Regions from separate parts of the Callithrix jacchus genome. Here region 1 is linked to region 2. Evidence: chromatin contacts called from public Hi-C data. All regions are on one chromosome and are shown on one strand. The core of a region is the stretch at or near the end of the contact, and the rest is flanking DNA. Distances in the headings are between cores, read along the strand shown.

Region 1 (4,738 bases), core at 1,320-3,819, 280 kb before region 2:
TTTACCCATGCTTTCTCACGTTATCAACACATGGCAGAAGTACAAAAGTGACAAGTCATAATGTTCAATTCAGCAGAAGTTTTGAAAAACAGATGGCCTAGGACTTGCTACATGACCTTGACTAGTCTTCAACTGATCCATTAACTAAATAAATGCCTTTTATCATCACTAGGGGAAGGGTAATTAGTCATCATAAAGAACTTTATTACAAAGTCCTACGTAAATGCTAAACAATAAAACTCAGAAGAGAAAGATTAATAAGAAACACAGTGGGACACATTTACCGGCAAATGGAATCTTAAAACAGGGTCTTCCCACATTCCTGGCAGGGCCTGCTTCTTTTAGCTAATGGAATATAAGTCTAAAATCATTAGCACTTGGCCTGACAATAGCGCACATTAGCAATATTCCTCCTGGGAAGAAGAGAGGAAAAGGGATAGTTATTCCTGGTAGATAGCCATATGGACATCTCAGTTACTAGTTAGCCAGGTGGGCAATTAATATTTGAGTACCTACTATATGCTGGGTACAGAGCTAGGCACACTGGATACAAAGGTGAACAAGAATCTCCGCCTTAATGAGTTTAACAATCTACAATATAGACTTTGTCTTATCAACAGTGGTACTTTCAAGAATACAGATTTACTAACATAAAGGCAAATAAGAGCAAAGATGCCAGAGTCTGGAAAATTCGGGAACTGGGGCTTTCCCATTCTTTCCTCTAACTCCTCTGAGGTCCTACCCTCAATCATTTTGCTTATAAGGACCGTGACTGTTTCTCCAAAGAATAGTGTAGACTGCAAAAGTTCACTCTACCAACTGAACTGACAGCACTAAAGTTAGTCAGATTTCTCAGAGTCGAGGGATCTTCCACAATCTTTTAAAGGAATTAATAAATTCTTAATTTTGTGAGAAAAAAGAGCTAAAGCATACAATGGCGACTTGTCTTTTTAAATCTTGCATTTGATTTCTGGAGTTGCAGGTTAATTCCCTTAAAAAAAAAAAAAAAGCCATCTCTCCTGCTTAAGACGGCTTAACTAGTTGAAGCCTCAAGGACTTAACTATTCCTGCAACCCTTGCTTTGTTCAGCCCTGCATCCCATTAAACGCTGCAGGCAGAGGCGGCTTTAAGACTCCGTCTTTATACAGAAGGGAGACATTTATCTGGGTTCTCATTGGCTTCAGGAAGGTCACCTCTTTATAAAGGTTCTCTTCTACTGCTAACTGGGTGCCAGGTGTATGGAAAATCAAGACATGGTTGGCAGTAAATGATCAGAAAGCAGTAAGGATCCCAATTCCACCACTCAGAGCTAGTTAGACTACAATCTCCAAAGGTTGCCATTTATGAGAGAGTTTGAAGGGTGTCCTTTGAGCTCAACCCACTGCACAATAGATCAAACTTGTTCTGCCTCAAAAGTACAGTCAAGAATGAGCAATCGTTCCTTACCACCCACCACTCCAACCCACCCAAGTTCCCTTCTCCAGGGATGCCTAAGTGATCTATTCACATGACTAGGATCCACCTGTATCCATGACAGTGTCTCCTGTCACCAACCTCCAAATGTCAATTTCTTACATATTTCGAAGTAACGGGAGGCTGTAGAAAGTGAAAATCATAGATTTTCACTTTCCTTTTACCCTCGTTGCTTTCACCTGTATATTAGAGCTAGCTTCACGCATTCTTTTCTCTTGGCTCCCAGCTATCACGCAGTTGTTGGATAAACCGGCCACTGCTCCCAAAGATTTGACGGAAATTCTGCCCGATTTACCCACTCACCTGAAGTGAGATTTTCTGAGCACCCCATGTCCCTGGGCTGGTCACAAGGGTCAGCTGAGTTGGTTCACCCCCTCCCACTCTTGACTTCGAGGCCCTTCATCCAGGAAAAGTCAGCCACAAATTTAAGGCCTGGCCCTGTCGGGTTTCAAAACGATCCCAGAGGACTTGGGCCGAGGGACAAAGGAAAGCGAGGTCAGGGGCGGCCTTTTCAGCCCGGGATATGCCTGGGGCCGCACGGCCGCCACCCCCTACATCACCTCCGCCGCCTCCAGTCACCCCAACCCCAGCCTCAGAGGTCCCGAACTAGCCAGAGCCTGGGGTTTGCTCGCGTCCCTTCCGCGAGGCCGGAGCCGGAGCCCCCGCCGCCACCCAGAGCCCCCGCACCTTCTTGGGCGCCTTGGTGACGGTGGCCATGAAGGAGTACTTCTCGGCGTCCTCGATCTCCTTGGCCTGCTTCAGCTCCTCCCCGACCCCGGGCAGCGGCATCGCGTCAGGCATCGACATCCCCCGGCCGGCCCGGCCCGCGGCTGACCCGCCGCCCCCGCCTCTTTCCCCCTCCGGCGTCCGCCCGCCTGCCCGCGCGGCACCCTCCAACACGCGATCGCCCACCCTCCCGCCGGGCCCTGCGTCGAGCTGCGTCGGCTTCTGAGGTGCTGTGGTCCGCGCCTCGTCTGCTTGGCCGCCCAAGGCAGCCGGACAGCGATCGCGGCCACCAGAGAACCAGAAGCAGCAGCTCCGAGCTCCGACCTGCCCGCGCCGCCACCTCCGCTGCACGCAAACACGCACGCAAAGCGAGGGTAGAGGGCGGTGACGCCACGTCAAGTACTGGCAGCTCCCGGGAGAGGGAAGAGGCGGGGAGACACGGCACTCTGTCGTGACGTCACCACGCTGGGCTGGAGCACAGAAGCCGCTCCTTCTCGCCCGCTTGAGAGCGAAGTTCTCAGGGTGAGCGGGACCCTTTGTGCCACCAGGTGGCGCCATCAGCCCTGGGAGCAGCGCGTCGTTCATGCAAGGATGTTGCAGAACGGAGGGGTCTTTGGGCTGCGGGGCTCCTGGCGAAGCCTCAGAGGGGCATAAAATGGGTGTTTGAGAGCAAAGACCAGAGCCCCACACGACACATCCTACAGCCATTCCTAGGAAAAGTCTGGGGCTTGAGGCATTCCACTCACTCATTGATCCAGCCCCAGGTCCTTTGGATTAAAACTCCTTCCCAAGAGGCCTGCCTCTTGGACTTTATAGGGGGCAAAACTGACTCAGAATAGTCTGGTTCCTGCACAACGCTTTGTGACTTTCTCCAACACCATCTCCTCCTGGGCCTTGCCTGTTTACAAAACCCTCAGGCTGCAGAGCTGATTTTAAGCCGTCATTGGGATAGGGCTGATGGATATGAGGGTGGAGCCCAGGAGGGCTGATGGAGAAGTCCCCAGCCAGAATGGCTTTCCGGTCCTTGCTCCACCAAAACATTAGACTCTTCCAGCTCTCCGTGGGCATCCAGGACATTCATGGACCGTTCACACCCTTTTACTGGGCCCACTATGTGCAGTCCCTGTGCTAAGGCCCAGATGGCAAAAGGGCATGTGACACATTTTATGTTTTGCAAGGCTTAGTTCAGCTGGAGAGGCAAAGCCTGCCTGTAACCTAATGTCAGCTGAGGTAGCTTGTCCTCTGAGATTCAAATGGCATTGGCTCCAATTACCATGTCCTGTGGAAAGTCCAGTGCCCTCCCCGGGATTTCTGTGAATTACTGGGAGGACTTACATTTTCACGGTCACCTCTGGCTCTAGTTTTTTGCCTCGTCTGGCATTTTATTCACTATTCTGGTCTTGTGACTGTTTCTGTAGCTCCTGGGGTCAATTCAGCCCCTTCTCCTTTCAACCCCCACCCCGTTTTAAAGCAACTACAAAAATAAGGTTGTAACATGTAGTAAAACGTTTAATAAAGGTTTGTGGGTCGCAGGGGAGAGATTACATCACATAGCAAATGATTTAAGATCACATTTCTGAAATGTTCTGAAAAGTTATTTTGCCTGTCTCACCACTGGGGATTTCTCAATGGCCACAAGACCCCATCACACTCCCTAGCCCATTGCCATCTAATCTAGCTTCCTCCTGTTCCTTCCTTCCCATCCCTGCACCTTGCCCTTCCTTCCTTTATGGACTCTGGGAAACCAGATTCTCCTTTGCTGTGCTGAGCAACTCCGGTCTTCCCAGTGCCCTTTCCCTAAATTTCTCCCGAGGACCACCTTTTAACACCCAAAAACCTCCCAGGTTTTTAACAGGGTCCACCCTTTCAAGAAGGAAGTTGCGGTTTGAAATGACATTTTCCCCACTGATTTGTGTTCAGGGCTGGGGAAAGTGTGAAATACTCACCTCTAGGGCCTTAAAAGTCTTAGTCAGGGTAGCCCGTGTTCCAGCCACCTAGCCTCATGAGACTGTTTGAAGAGGTCTGTAGAAGCACCTGGAAGAATACACCCTTTGCAGATCCTGGTCTTGAACTGTTAGAATTCTTTCGTCTGCTTACTTTTTTGAGCACTCAGACTTCCCTGTCAGGGGCATCACTGTAGCAGAAGGGGAAGGGAGACGGAGACCAGAATACCAGGCTCATCCATGATAGTGCCAGACTGGCATCTTTCAGCTGGGGGTCAAAAGCCACACCTGGTGCACTAAGGACTCTCTGGACATAAGGCTCATAGGGGCTTTCATCCTGGTGGGTTTGCCCAAACTGTTGTCAGAGCCCAGGGATCAGGGATGCCTGCTCAAAAACCCGAGGCAGAGCCCGTTGGAAACAGGAATGAAATCTTGAGTCCTTAGAACGGAAAAACATATGACTTAAGATAATCTTTTTTTTAAGAGAAGCATCAGTATGTCTGTCTTTTGGATTTGATTTTTTAGAACTCGCTTTGTCTACACATTTTGTCTCTCAGTCCCCAGTTCCTCTGTGCATTAAGCATCTAGACTGTAAG
Region 2 (5,062 bases), core at 180-2,679:
AGCATCCCCTTCCCATAAGCAAGGGCACACAGGAGACCGGGCACTCACTGTGCCTGCTCATGACAGGCCGAAATAGGAATACTGTCATATGGACGAATGAGCTGGGACACGGAACAGCATGGAAGCGTTGTGCAGACAGCCAGGAATGAGAGGAACTGGGCAGGAGACTCCTGACCCTAACACCTCTAAGCTGGGGAGAGGAGATGCAGTCAGAGACACGCTGCACTTTGCCCCAAAACCGCCCCTTCCCCTGCACCTACATTGGGAAAGTCCAGGCCCAACTTGAATTTTTCCTTCAGCCACTGGCTTCTGTCATAGTCAGGAGCTGCGGTGGGAAGAGGAAGTGAAAACAAACCTCCCGGGAGCCCAGCCCACCTTCCCCAGGGCCCTCCCAAGGAGCCAGTGGCAAGACCCCTGAGACTGGTGGATCTAGAATCTGACCACTCAGTCCCACGTCCCAGGGTTCAGGGAGAAAGAATCCCGGTGAGGGCTCTGGACCCCACACGACTAAGGCTTCCAGGCTTTAGCCAAGCCCTGAAGGACACCCACCCCAGTTACCCAGACCGGGGGCCCAGCTTCCTGCCCCAGCATCCCACCCTAGCATTCTGCCTTGCAAAGCCAGAGGTCTCCCTCACCGGGGCTCAGGGAAGGGACAGGTTGCAGCTCCAGCAGGCGAGGCCTGCAGGGGCAGCCACAGGTGGCCACCGTGGGTTGCTTGGTGACAACTCAGCGTGAGTGTACAGGGCCAGGGCAAGAGGGTGCCATTACCGTCCCCCATCGTGTATTTCTTTTCCTCGTAGCTTGAGTCTGTGTATTCCAGGAGCAGGCGGATGGCGTGGGCCAGCTGGGAGAGATGGCCCGTGGCTCGGGTCAGAGATGGAAGGTCCCTGATTTGATGACTTTCCCTGCACCGGGGGAGCCCCCAGTCTGCACTGCACGCACCCGTTGCCCTCTCCTTCTCCTCCTCGTCCCCCCTCCCACGCCACCAACGTCCCTCCCCCGCCAGGAATGCACAGGCCCTCCTGTGAGGGACAGCCCTGAAGAGGAACTGTCCCTAGAGCCTGTTCCCAGCCGCTGGACACTTCCCCAGCCACAAGCCCCGGTCCCACCATCCAGCGGACCTTCACTGACCCCGCGGATGTCCCAGTACCCCAGTGTCATGGGCATGCTGCTGGTTGCTGCGGATTCTGCAGACAGGCCTCAGGTGGGCTGAACTGCGACCTACTCCGGGGGTTCCTGCGCGTGCAGGGGCACGGCCTAGCGCCAGACCCGCCCCTCGGTCCCGCGGCTCCCGCCGATATTCAAGGTCGTCACTTCCAACGGGCTCCAGAGATCTGCAGGCGCGGGAGGCCAGCAGCAGGTAGCTGGATCCTCCTGGCGGGAAGGGGTAAGAGCCACCGCCACCTCAGAAGGTTCCGGGAGCGAGGTCAGGAAGCCCCAGGCGGGGTCGGCCTCGCCAGCTTCCGTAGCCCCGCCCCGGGGGCTCCTCGCCCCGCCCACACGCCCGCGCACGCGCCCCGGTCAGCCTTCTGCTCAGTATCCAGGGACTTGGCTGTGCCCTTTAGAGTCAAGCTAGATCCTAGGAGCAAAGTTCTTCCCCCTTTACTTCTTCTCCTGACGTCGCCCAGCCTTCCGCCTGTCGGCTGCCGAGTTCCCCACAAGCTCTGGGAGACTGAGGCTGCCAGGGTCAGGCCAAAGACAAGTCTCAGAGAATTTAATTCAGCCCTTCTGGGCCTACTAAGTCTTAGAAGTCTGATGGAGTGCTCTCTCTCTGTTGAGTTGGGGAGGGTGGATGGAGGCTGTGTCATCGACGATGGCAGAGCTCAGATTCTGTTGCAGATGCTCCCGACCCTTTCGCACTGGGCCAGTTCCCCAGCTCTGAGCCTGGGTCCAGGCTCAGGAAGTGGACTCTGTGTCAATGTAGGTTTGCCCACGGCAAGGCGATAGCACCATGAATACACACAAGTGCTTGGACTTCTGAATAGTTATACTTCTCATTATACATTAAGACATTAATGTATAATAATTATTTATTCATTATTGTTAATTATGAATATGCATGAATTATGTGCCTTAATATACATTAATGTATGTACTTTGGCCACCTATTAGAAGTCAGGTGGGTACTACAGGGGAGAGATTTTGAAAATATGGGACACATCAGTGTTTTTGCACACCCAGAGGCAGTGGAGTGGGAGAGGGATTGAGTGCAGGAGAGAAAAGCAGTGTCTGCAGCCACAGGGACTCTGGAGCCAGGAAGACGGGGCCCAGGGCCCAGGTGACTTCTTTAGAAGGAGAACAGCTCTTCAGAAGGCGGGAAGGACTGGACCAACAGGCTCTTCAAAGCGGGGGCCACAGTGGGCTCGAGGATCACACCGGCAGCGGGGAGTGGATCTGTGGATGGGGATCCGGAGCAATGGGGATGAGGGAGGCGGAAGTGGTGCCCTGGGGTGGAATGTACAGCTGTTGTTGTCAGGTGGTTTTCTGCGTGTCTGTGAGATCTAACTGGTTCACTATGTATTTCCTCACTTACCTTCTGTCTCAGCCTTTCCACAATTGAAAGAAGCATTTGAAAGCCACCCATTGTTGATGTAGAACTATCTATTTCTCCCTTCAATTCTGTCCAATTTTGCTGCATATATCTTGTTTTATTCCTACTATAGGAATTGCATCCTGTATGACAGAGAAATCAGTTATGCTTCCTGGGAAGTCTACCAGATTATCTGTGCCTTCCTCATTTTAGAAGTGTCTGGATATCTTTTTAAAGAAAACATGATTTCTTGGTGGGATGGTAGTTTTAAATATCTGGCAATCTCTAAAAAGTCATTGGAATCACAGGTAAGTCACGGTGCAGTGGACAGAATGAGCCTGATGTCATGTGAGAAACAGCATTTTATCTGAGCACTGATCACACTGATGTTAAGTATCATTTACTGCAATAGGAAGGAGTCACTTTTGTGTTCCTCAAGATGGACAGATTCCTTGAGTGGAATTAAATAGTTTCTGCAAAGCAGGCTCAGATGTCTCTGAAGAAAGCAAACAACCGTGGGAGCCATGATAGCCCCAATATTAGTCCTGAGTGATTGACCTTGTAATGGCCTCAGCAGAAGCAATTTGTTGGCATGAAGTCAGAGGGCAATTGTTGAGACTGAAGGTTGGATTAATGATATGAGTGAAGCATAATTACCATAAGGAGCCAGTTAAAGGGAGGTTGCCTTGTAAAGTTTTTCAAAGGACAGCTATGAAATTTTTGTCAGCCGGGTTCTTAGATTCAGAGTGGCAGCAATGATCTGGAAAAAAAAAGTACAAGAAAATTCTGTTTTCTACTAAGTGGTAGATGGAGAACATAAGAGATCAAAAGTAATAGGATGAGGGCCAGGTACAGTGGCTTGTGCCTATAATCCCAGCTACTCGGGAAGCTGAGGTCAGAGGATCACTAGATCCCAGGAGTCTGAGGGTGCAGTGAGCTATGTACAATCACCTATGTAGGTGATTGAGCTCTGTACCTATTGAGCTATGTACAATCAGCTGCATACAATCACCTAAGCTATCCACCTCTGAAGTCAGCGTCTTCTGGAGCATGCCTAAGAATCTCAGTTTAACATTTCCAGTGGCATGGGTGTCCAGTAGTCAGGAGGAAATATTGTATCTCTTTTAAGCTAGGAAATAATTAACCTAATGATCCATATTTTGGAGTATTATTGCTGGGTCAGTTACTAACAATATCTGATAAGGTCCATTTCGTTGACTCTCAAAGGCTTTTTAATCTCAGGTCTTTTCCAGAACACTAAATCTCTTGTGAATCATAGGTGAGTGGTTTGGTACAATCCACTGCACTCTAGCCTGGGCAACCAAGTGAGACCCTGGCTCTTAAAAAAAAAAAAAAGTAATAGGATGAAAATACGGAAGTTAACATTCATATTTTACATGGCTTCAAAGTAGAATAATAGCCAGGAAAGGATGTCGAATGTTAATCTTTATCCAAAGTGCTGGGCAGAAGCTATCCACCTCTGAAGTCAGCATCTCCTGGAGCATGCCTAAGGATCTAACATTTCCAGTGGCATGGGTGTCCAGTGGTCAGGAGGAAATACTGTATCTCTTTTAAGCTAGGAAATAATTAACCTAATGATCCATATTTTGGAGTATTACTGCTGGGTAAATGACTAACAATATCTGATAAGGTCCATTTTGTCAAGTCTCCAAAGGCCGGTCTTTTTATATCAGGTCTTTTCCAGAACACTAAATCTCTTGTTGTGAATCATAGGTGAGTGGATTGGAAATGTAGGTTGTATCTGTTGATGATGAGGCTGAAGGTATTCTATGACTCCCTGGCAATTCTTAATCGTATTTCATTATAATTTTAATAGAGCCAAATCTAAGATTGGTGGTGAAATTTTCAAATACATGGATGGGCCATTTTTCTTTTTTCTTTTTTTAGAGACAGGGTGTTGTGTCGGGGTCCGGCACGTCTGCTGGGGGACTACCGACCTGCGGGAGTCCCCGAGACCGCCAACGTAGACGTCTCGTTCAACCTGAGAGAGAGAGTGCGCGGAAAAGAAAGAATAGAGAAAAGTAGAATCTGGAGGGCTGCGTGAAGATTATGGCCAAAACGCAGCAAATTTATTCTTGTGGGTTACAGCTTTTATACCTTTTTTCTTGTTTACATTTACCTTATCTCAGCAGAAAGAAAGGGGTAGACAGAAAGGAAATAGAAACTCCATAAAAAATAGTTATCAGGGGCTTGTGATATCCTGCTCAGAAAGCAGTTTAAGGGGGCTAGTGATAGTAGTTTACATTTCAAAGATTTTACATTTCAAAGATACAATGGCGCCCTTAAGGTGGCTGGTTAAACCTGTTTTTCACCAGGAGCTAAAACAAAGGCTTGGCTCCAGGGAAAATATGGGCAGAGGTCTCTGCTCCTCTTAGGCATCTCAATTGCAGCAAGTTTATTGCTTACACAGAGACTGAAGGGGGACATGGAAGCAGACAGCACAATGTCCTCATAAACTGCAGGCCTTTGCTTTGCATTCTGTTGTTGCTTTTAGTGAGTCAGCTCACGGCC

Evidence for each region. A called contact is a pair of places that touch in the nucleus more often than the background predicts.
Region 1: a contact with region 2 is called in a Hi-C map of skeletal muscle, with 2.7 times the contacts expected there. The contact joins the promoter of AHCYL1 here to the promoter of LOC100407094 in region 2. A contact is called at or near these places in 2 of 3 Hi-C or Micro-C datasets (both in skeletal muscle).

Annotation. Positions count from the first base shown.
Region 1 is chr7:147,830,875-147,835,612 of calJac240_pri, reverse strand. AHCYL1 (adenosylhomocysteinase like 1) reads right to left here and starts at 2,569. Exons shown (of 17, transcript XM_009001852.4): 1 at 1,777-2,569.
Region 2 is chr7:147,547,166-147,552,227 of calJac240_pri, reverse strand. It overlaps LOC100407094 (glutathione S-transferase Mu 1), which reads right to left and starts at 1,429. Exons shown (of 9, transcript XM_078332722.1): 1 at 1,122-1,429; 2 at 769-844; 3 at 261-325. The coding sequence starts at 778. LOC103794611 (a long non-coding RNA gene) reads right to left here. Exons shown (of 3, transcript XR_004727222.3): 3 at 4,579-5,062.